Linked DNA regions of Zea mays: region 1 is linked to region 2. The links are chromatin contacts, called in public Hi-C maps. All regions are on one chromosome and are shown on one strand. The core of a region is the stretch at or near the end of the contact, and the rest is flanking DNA. Distances in the headings are between cores, read along the strand shown.

The links. A called contact is a pair of places that touch in the nucleus more often than the background predicts.
Region 1: a Hi-C map of ear shows a contact between it and region 2, with 1.7 times the contacts expected there. The contact joins the promoter of LOC100277503 here to the promoter of LOC541665 in region 2. A contact is called at or near these places in 2 of 25 Hi-C or Micro-C datasets (ear and endosperm).

What each region holds. Positions count from the first base shown.
Region 1 is chr8:121,974,890-121,978,403 of Zm-B73-REFERENCE-NAM-5.0, reverse strand. It overlaps LOC100277503, which reads right to left and starts at 1,577. Exons shown (of 8, transcript NM_001151039.2): 1 at 1,157-1,577; 2 at 1-133. The coding sequence starts at 1,348.
Region 2 is chr8:121,783,214-121,786,531 of Zm-B73-REFERENCE-NAM-5.0, reverse strand. It overlaps LOC541665 (ubiquitin conjugating enzyme), which reads left to right and starts at 1,928. Exons shown (of 5, transcript NM_001111418.1): 1 at 1,928-1,958.

The DNA of each region.
Region 1 (3,514 bases), core at 328-2,827, 190 kb before region 2:
CAGCACATACTCCTGACTGTGATAAAGCAAAGACTATATCACGCGCTGCGACTATCTCAATAATTTTTGACCTTTTCCTCAAGTAAGGGAGTAGCAAAGTGTTCTCCTTTGGATCATGAGTGTCAAACTCTTCCTACAATTGACAGAAAAAGATGCTTTATCAGAAAGTTAGAGTGCAGTCAACTGATATTACAAAAGAAAAACAGAACTTGAGGTAAATTCATTGCTGCGCAAACAGTGACAAAAATACAGATATTACGAAGATTGTAGCTCTAATACAGTGATTTCCTGGCAGAGTGCTTGTGTTTGAACATTGGAGTGTGAACGATAACACAAGCCTAGTTATCCAAACTAGGAAGGTGTCGTTTCTCTTCTTTGAATGCAGAATAAGAAGTACTAAATCCATACTCAGAGATACAAGACAAGATTGGCAAATTCATACTACAGAATAAAGACATCAAGTGTCACAGAGGTGACAATCAGTTAATTGGTGAAATTCTTACTACAGAACAAAGACATCAAGTATCACAGAGATGGCAATCAGTTATTTGGTTAGCAGCTGATTCCAGCATGTGTAGCACAGACCCAACTTGGCAGCATAGAGACAACAGCAGAAAATTGTAACTGGCATTTGCTATAGCCTATAGGGAATAGGCAGATTCAAACAATCCTAGATTATCAGGTTTCGACAAATCCCAAACATCAGCATTTAAGCACGCAATGCCCTCTTCTTCCTTGAACAAGTAAATATCCCGCAAATAAAAAAGTGCACCAGACCGAACACACCAGAACTGTGCAAATAACTAAGCAGGTAAGGCAAAAGGAGGCTTGACGGATTGCACAGCCGAAGATTAAATTTGGCCAGTCCTCAAACAGGCATTGCTTTATAAGCCACACGACACGTATCAGACAATCTTTACCACTCATCGGGCACGCCGTTCAGCACTGAGCTACACTCACAGTACATAACCAACAAGAATTCAAAAGCATGCTACACAGATCTCAAGTAAATCGGCCAGCTCTCTCTAAACTAGGCCAATGAGCACCCCCCGACCCGTAATTCCTCATACCAAGAATGGCGGCTGACCACGACACGAAGGCATACGAAAAGGATCTAAGTGATGCTGACATAGTGGTAACTGGACTAGGGGCAAACCTGCAGATGTATGTTGCGAAAGCGCTCCTGTGCGGCGCTCATGGCGAAGGCGCGGTCGCGGCGTGAGCTGATCTCCCGGCGCTGCAGCTTCCGCACGCTGCTCACCACCGCCTCCTGCCTCGGCCTCTTCCTGGCCACCACCCGCCGCACGCTGCACGGGCGCGGGCTCGCCGAGATCCTCCTCGGCTCCATTTCCGACCCGCGCCGCGCCTCCCACAGCAACCACGCAGCGCCTCTCCGCTGAAGAGGTAGATTTGGGGGCAGGCCCCGTCAAGCCGCTGCGGCGAGAGGCATCGCTGGCGTGGCGGATATGGCTCCCCGGTGAGGCCTAGGGTTTGGAAGCTCGAGCTCGGCTTGGAGAATCAGGGGAGAAGACAGAAGAGAGAGAAAGGCAGGATTACGGAGATGGATGAAGGGAAATGGACAGGGGAAAAGATGACGCTCCCTGGTAACCTCTGACATGTGAGGACACAACGTCAGTCAGTGGCGGGCTGCGCGGGCGGGATTTGAAAAACGTTGGCTACGCTGGTTTGAAATTTTCGGGGTCCTGTCCGAGCGCTCGGCGTGGAGACTGTGGAGCAGTCCATTTTTGGAAGGTTTTGGTTTCGGTTCGAAATTTGAATGGAGGGCATGGTTTCGTCGCTCCAAAAAGCCAGAGAATTGGAGGGCTAAACAAAATATAATCTCGTCTAGAAAGTATGAATCCAGTAAGAACACAAGAAAAAGAAATTCATAGAAACTTTCTCTGCTAATAAGACCATCTCTTGTTGAGGTACATAATCTAGTTTCTGAATTGAAGATTATGAAATTTACTTTGCTACATGGGCTATTTGTCTACCATGGATATGATATCTTCGAGCGTATCAGAGAGGTAGATCGTTATCTAAATGTAACCTGATAGAAGTGGAAACTATAACCCTAAATAGGGTTGGAAAATATATTAGTCCAACTTCAGTAAATTATTTTGCATTGTTTTATATTGTAAATTGTACTGTTTACAGAGTATGGTTTAAATATAGTTATAGGGATAGAACCATGGGTAAGCTTAGAGTTGGATGGGCCCAGACCTATTATAATAATATCACAAACCAGGGCGAAGGCTCCAAGTTCACTAGCGCCAGTATTGTTTCTAACTGATGTCATCAATGTTATAAACAGTGGTTAAACAATATTTTACATTGGGCTTTCTAGAATTTATATTGTCAGCAGACTCCAGTAATAAACTCTAGCTCCGTCCCTGCACAAACACAAATACATCTAACATCCCACAGTTGAAACACTAGCAACGACAGATATACTGTATTAGACTTCATAGGAGTCTTATGTAAGAGCAACTAATTGGACTCCATATAAAAGTTTGGCTATAGATACAATGGGGCGCATGGAGGGAAGACATATGCAATCTAACAAAAACACCATATTAAATGTAAAAGTATCTATCAATAAGAAAGATCAAAATGTCATCCTGCAAATGCAAGTTATCCGTGCTATTTGCATAGGCACTTTTGCAAGGGAAAAAACATTAAAAATAGTAGAGTGGAACATGCGGAGGTCCATAGGTAGGGGCGGACCCAGCCAAAAAACTAAGTCGGGGCATACTTCTACCCACATATGAAGTTTAGCTGAACATGTACATGAGTGAGGGCCTCTAATTTTCTTGAGATGGGGCACTAATGGTGAAAAATTGTCTACTAACTATAGTTAACAAATTTTGAGCCGGGGCCTGTGCCCTCGCTGAGACCAACATGGGTCCGCCCCTGTCCATAGGGAACACACTGCTATCCACCAAAGCAATTATTTTTTGGTCTGTTTGGGAGGAATTGAAGGGGACCAGCAATTATTCTTTGGTCTGTTTGGGAGGGATTGAAGGGAATCTAGTGATAAAATCCTTTAAAAATCGAATAAGAGATTTAATCTCTGAATTCACTTTGATCCATGTGCAACTAAAAAAGATCTAAGAGTGTTTTCGGTGTATAGTATAAAATAAAGGGGTATAACTGTAGAGATGAAATTGTTTACAAATTAAAGTTTGAAATTCGCTGAAGATGGCCTAAGGAAAAAGTTATAGTACACGTTGTATAGTACAATGTCGATGTTCCACGAACATGTCGTATGCACGATCGTCGAGATGACGTCACTTCACAGCTTGGCTTCGTTGTGGCACTCCCGGCGCCGAACATTGACATCGACGACGCCGATGATGACGCGGCACATCGATCTGGCCGATGCCGCGCTTGACGAGCCCGAGGAGAACGATGTCCGGCACCTGGGTCCAGGGGCGGATCTAAGAGGGGGGCTGCCGAGGCTGCAGCCTCGGTCGCCCCCATAACACCTATTTTACTACATGTCCTACTAATA
Region 2 (3,318 bases), core at 679-3,178:
CGGATCATACCTAAAAGGCTGAATAGTGGTGACATCTTTTCCATTATCCTTTTCTGCCTTTAGTTCTAGCTGTCCTTTGACAATACTATGATGTGACCTCAGATGGTTGCGGAATGCATTTGTTCCATGATTAGACTCAGCTCTATATCTCTGCTTACATTTTGGAAAGTTACAGTAGGCCCAAAGCTGCTCAAACTTCTTGCCATTCACCTCCACTTCCACAGTTTCTTTGGTAAAATACTTCCATACAATAGATGTGCGCCTCTTTTGTCTCTTTCCTGTTCCAGTCATATCCTCTGGTATGTCCTCCTCATCATCATCAAGGCCCGCTATATCAACAGAAGCTACAGCTCTAGTACCAGTATTACTTGTGTCTGCGACAACCAATTTATTTGCATCTTTATTTTCAGCTGCTTGTGCTGAAGATGACGACTGAACAATTGGTGCACCCATAGAGCTTCCACTTGTTTTTCTCTTGTTTCCTTTCAAAGAATTGACAATACACTATTAGACATGTTCAAGTTCATACTCTGAAATCAACAATACACTGCAACTCTGCAATAAAAAAACACATACCTGCTGAAACAGAGCTGCTGCTGCTGCCTCTCACAGAAGGAGGTAGTGGTGGTCGCTGCGGCTGTGGAGGCAGTGGCAATATGCTTTCCAAACCTAGGTTGTTGTTCCCAGTCTCTGACTCCGCAGGCATTGAGTCTGAATGGCGTGCTCCTCCTCCTCCGGGTCCTGTTCCAGAGTGAGACATATCGAGTCTCAACTACTGCAAACAATCAAATGCCAATACGCCACTCTATGAACAATTGAACAATTAACCAAACAATCAGTTAACCAAATGCGCTGGATGCCTGAATTGGATTTGGAGCTTGGCGAGAGAGACATACACGTACGTACTGCGGCTGCGGTACTGGCCGTGTCTTCGGCACTCGGCTCGGCAGACGGCAGATGGAGCCTGGAGGCTGGAGAACGACGCCTGGACGGCTGGACCGACGACTTCGACGGCCGTGTCTTCGACGCCTGGACGGCTGGACCGACGGGACGGCTTCGACGGCTGGAGAACGACGCCTGGACGCCTGGACAGCAGTGTTGGCGATAGCAGGACGGCCTCGACGGCGGTCGGCGAACAGCAGGACAACCTGGACGGCGGTCGGCGAACAGCAGGATGGCCTGGACGGCGGTCGGCGGACGGCCGGACGGGTGAGTGTCGCGACGTCTCGTGTTGTCGGCGGACGGACGGATGGCTGGAAGAAAAAAAATACTTAGGGTTTCACTTTAGCAATTAGCAATTAGCATGGTCGCATGGACTTTAGCAATTTGCATCGTCTGACCGAGTGCAGCCGTGCAGGAGTAGCGTGGTCGCGTCGCGTGGAGCCCAAGCCTGTAGGCTGTATCCTGTTGGGCTGTTGGGATGTTGGGTTGGGCTTGGTAGATTTAGGCCTTTACTTGTGACTCCGCTTCGGGTTAAATCCGGAATAAATATGGAAATATCCCGACCGAATACGGGATCCCGACAATCCGAACGGAAAATAGCATTTCCCGTTTCCGTCCCGCTCCCGTCGACGGCCAACCCGTAACCCGTCCCGAACCCGTACTTTTCCGGAAATCCGAAAACGGGCGGGTTAAATGTGGAAAATGGGGCGGGTCGGGACGGGATTTTTTCCGTCCGTTTTCATCCCTAAGCCCAAGTCAACTGCGGGAAGTCGAGCAATGCAAACCAGACACTCGGACCCGGCCGGCAACGTAGGACGAACGTTCCACTCCTCTTGCCGCAGAGAAAATGGATAAAAGCCGACTCGGACCCGCTTTGAAAGTTGAAACCCGTCTCGCACCACAAGCGAGCGAGGGACCCGGGGCGGAAGAAGAGAGAGAAGACGTCTCTCTCCTCTCGGCGTCCCCGTTCCCCAACCTCTCGTCTGCTGCCTGCCTGCCTGCCTGCCTGCAAAAAGGTGAGAAGAAAGAAGCCGTGTCCGCGTGATTTTCTGGGTGAATTTTTCCCGGCCTCCGCTCCGGCCAGATCGGCGCGGGTGAACCCCAGCCCCTACCGATCCGGATCCGTCCCCATCGCCTCGTGTGTTTTCCGTCGAGTATTTTAGCGTGTGTGTCCCCCCCTCTTCGCTTCGGTTGGTGCGTGCGGCTGTCTCGGGTAGATCTGGTGGTTTAGTTCGCCTTGAAGGCGCGCGGCGGCGGTGTCGCGGCTTGTAGCTTGCGATTTCACGGTGGAGCTTGTCGGCTGTTGGGGTCGGATTTGGTGCGTGGCTGCTTCGGCGCTAGGCGATCCTTGTGCTGTTTCCGTGGGATATTTGTCGTTGAATAGATAGGTGAAGTTGCTGTAAACATTGCTTACCGTGTAGGGGACTGTAAAGAATCGTTCACGCTCGTGCAGACTGTGACGAATTCGCTCGATGGTTCGGGCTGATCTCTGAGATGACCCCGAGCTGACGTACCCATTTCACAACGGCACCGGTTGTGAAGCGACTCATCATGGGCAGGCTTAGCTTGTTCTGTTGTTAGCTGTTGGTGCTTAGGTCGTGCATATTTCTGAAACATGATCGGTTAAGAGTATTTGGCTATCTGCATGGGTGTTGGGGCACTTCATCATCTGTCTGCATACGGGGTGGAGATTTACGTAAAACCAACTGTGACCTGTGAGGCATTATGTCTTTTTTTTAACAGAAAATTAGGTTATCTGCTACCTAAAGTTGCTAGATTTGCATGCTAGATCATCATATCACTTAGCTAAAGTATCAAATGTAATGTTAAATCATCACGAGTTTGTGATTGAATATGATATTTGGTTGAGATCTAAGTGCATTAAGAGTGATAATTGAGCCGAACCTGACTTAATCATTGGATGGTGCCTAATGTTGATTGGCCTTCATGTTGGACTTGGCTGCCAAGTGATATTATGCCAAAATGATCAAGCATGCAAATCTTAGCAAGCATGAGAGCACGAAACCCATTGTTCAAGCTTAGGCACTAGCTGCACAACCATCCAAGTATATTGAACTAATGTGAAAACTGAAAAGTTGTCTGTCTAGAGTAGTTGATTGACATCATAAACTGAAAACTGCAGTTTGAATCAGCCATATATGTTAAAATGTATGATACCAGGACTGTCATGTAACACCTTGTTTCATCTGATTTAATTAATGGGCTTGACATTTGCTTCTTGTTTCTTGTGAGGCCAGTTTGCTGAGTTCTCTGCACACAACAAACTTTCAAATCTGTTGTTCCTCGTTTACACCCTTTCTTCCAAATATACAAATAGATATGGCTGACTACAGTCTTTTTTACTATGTGTTTCAT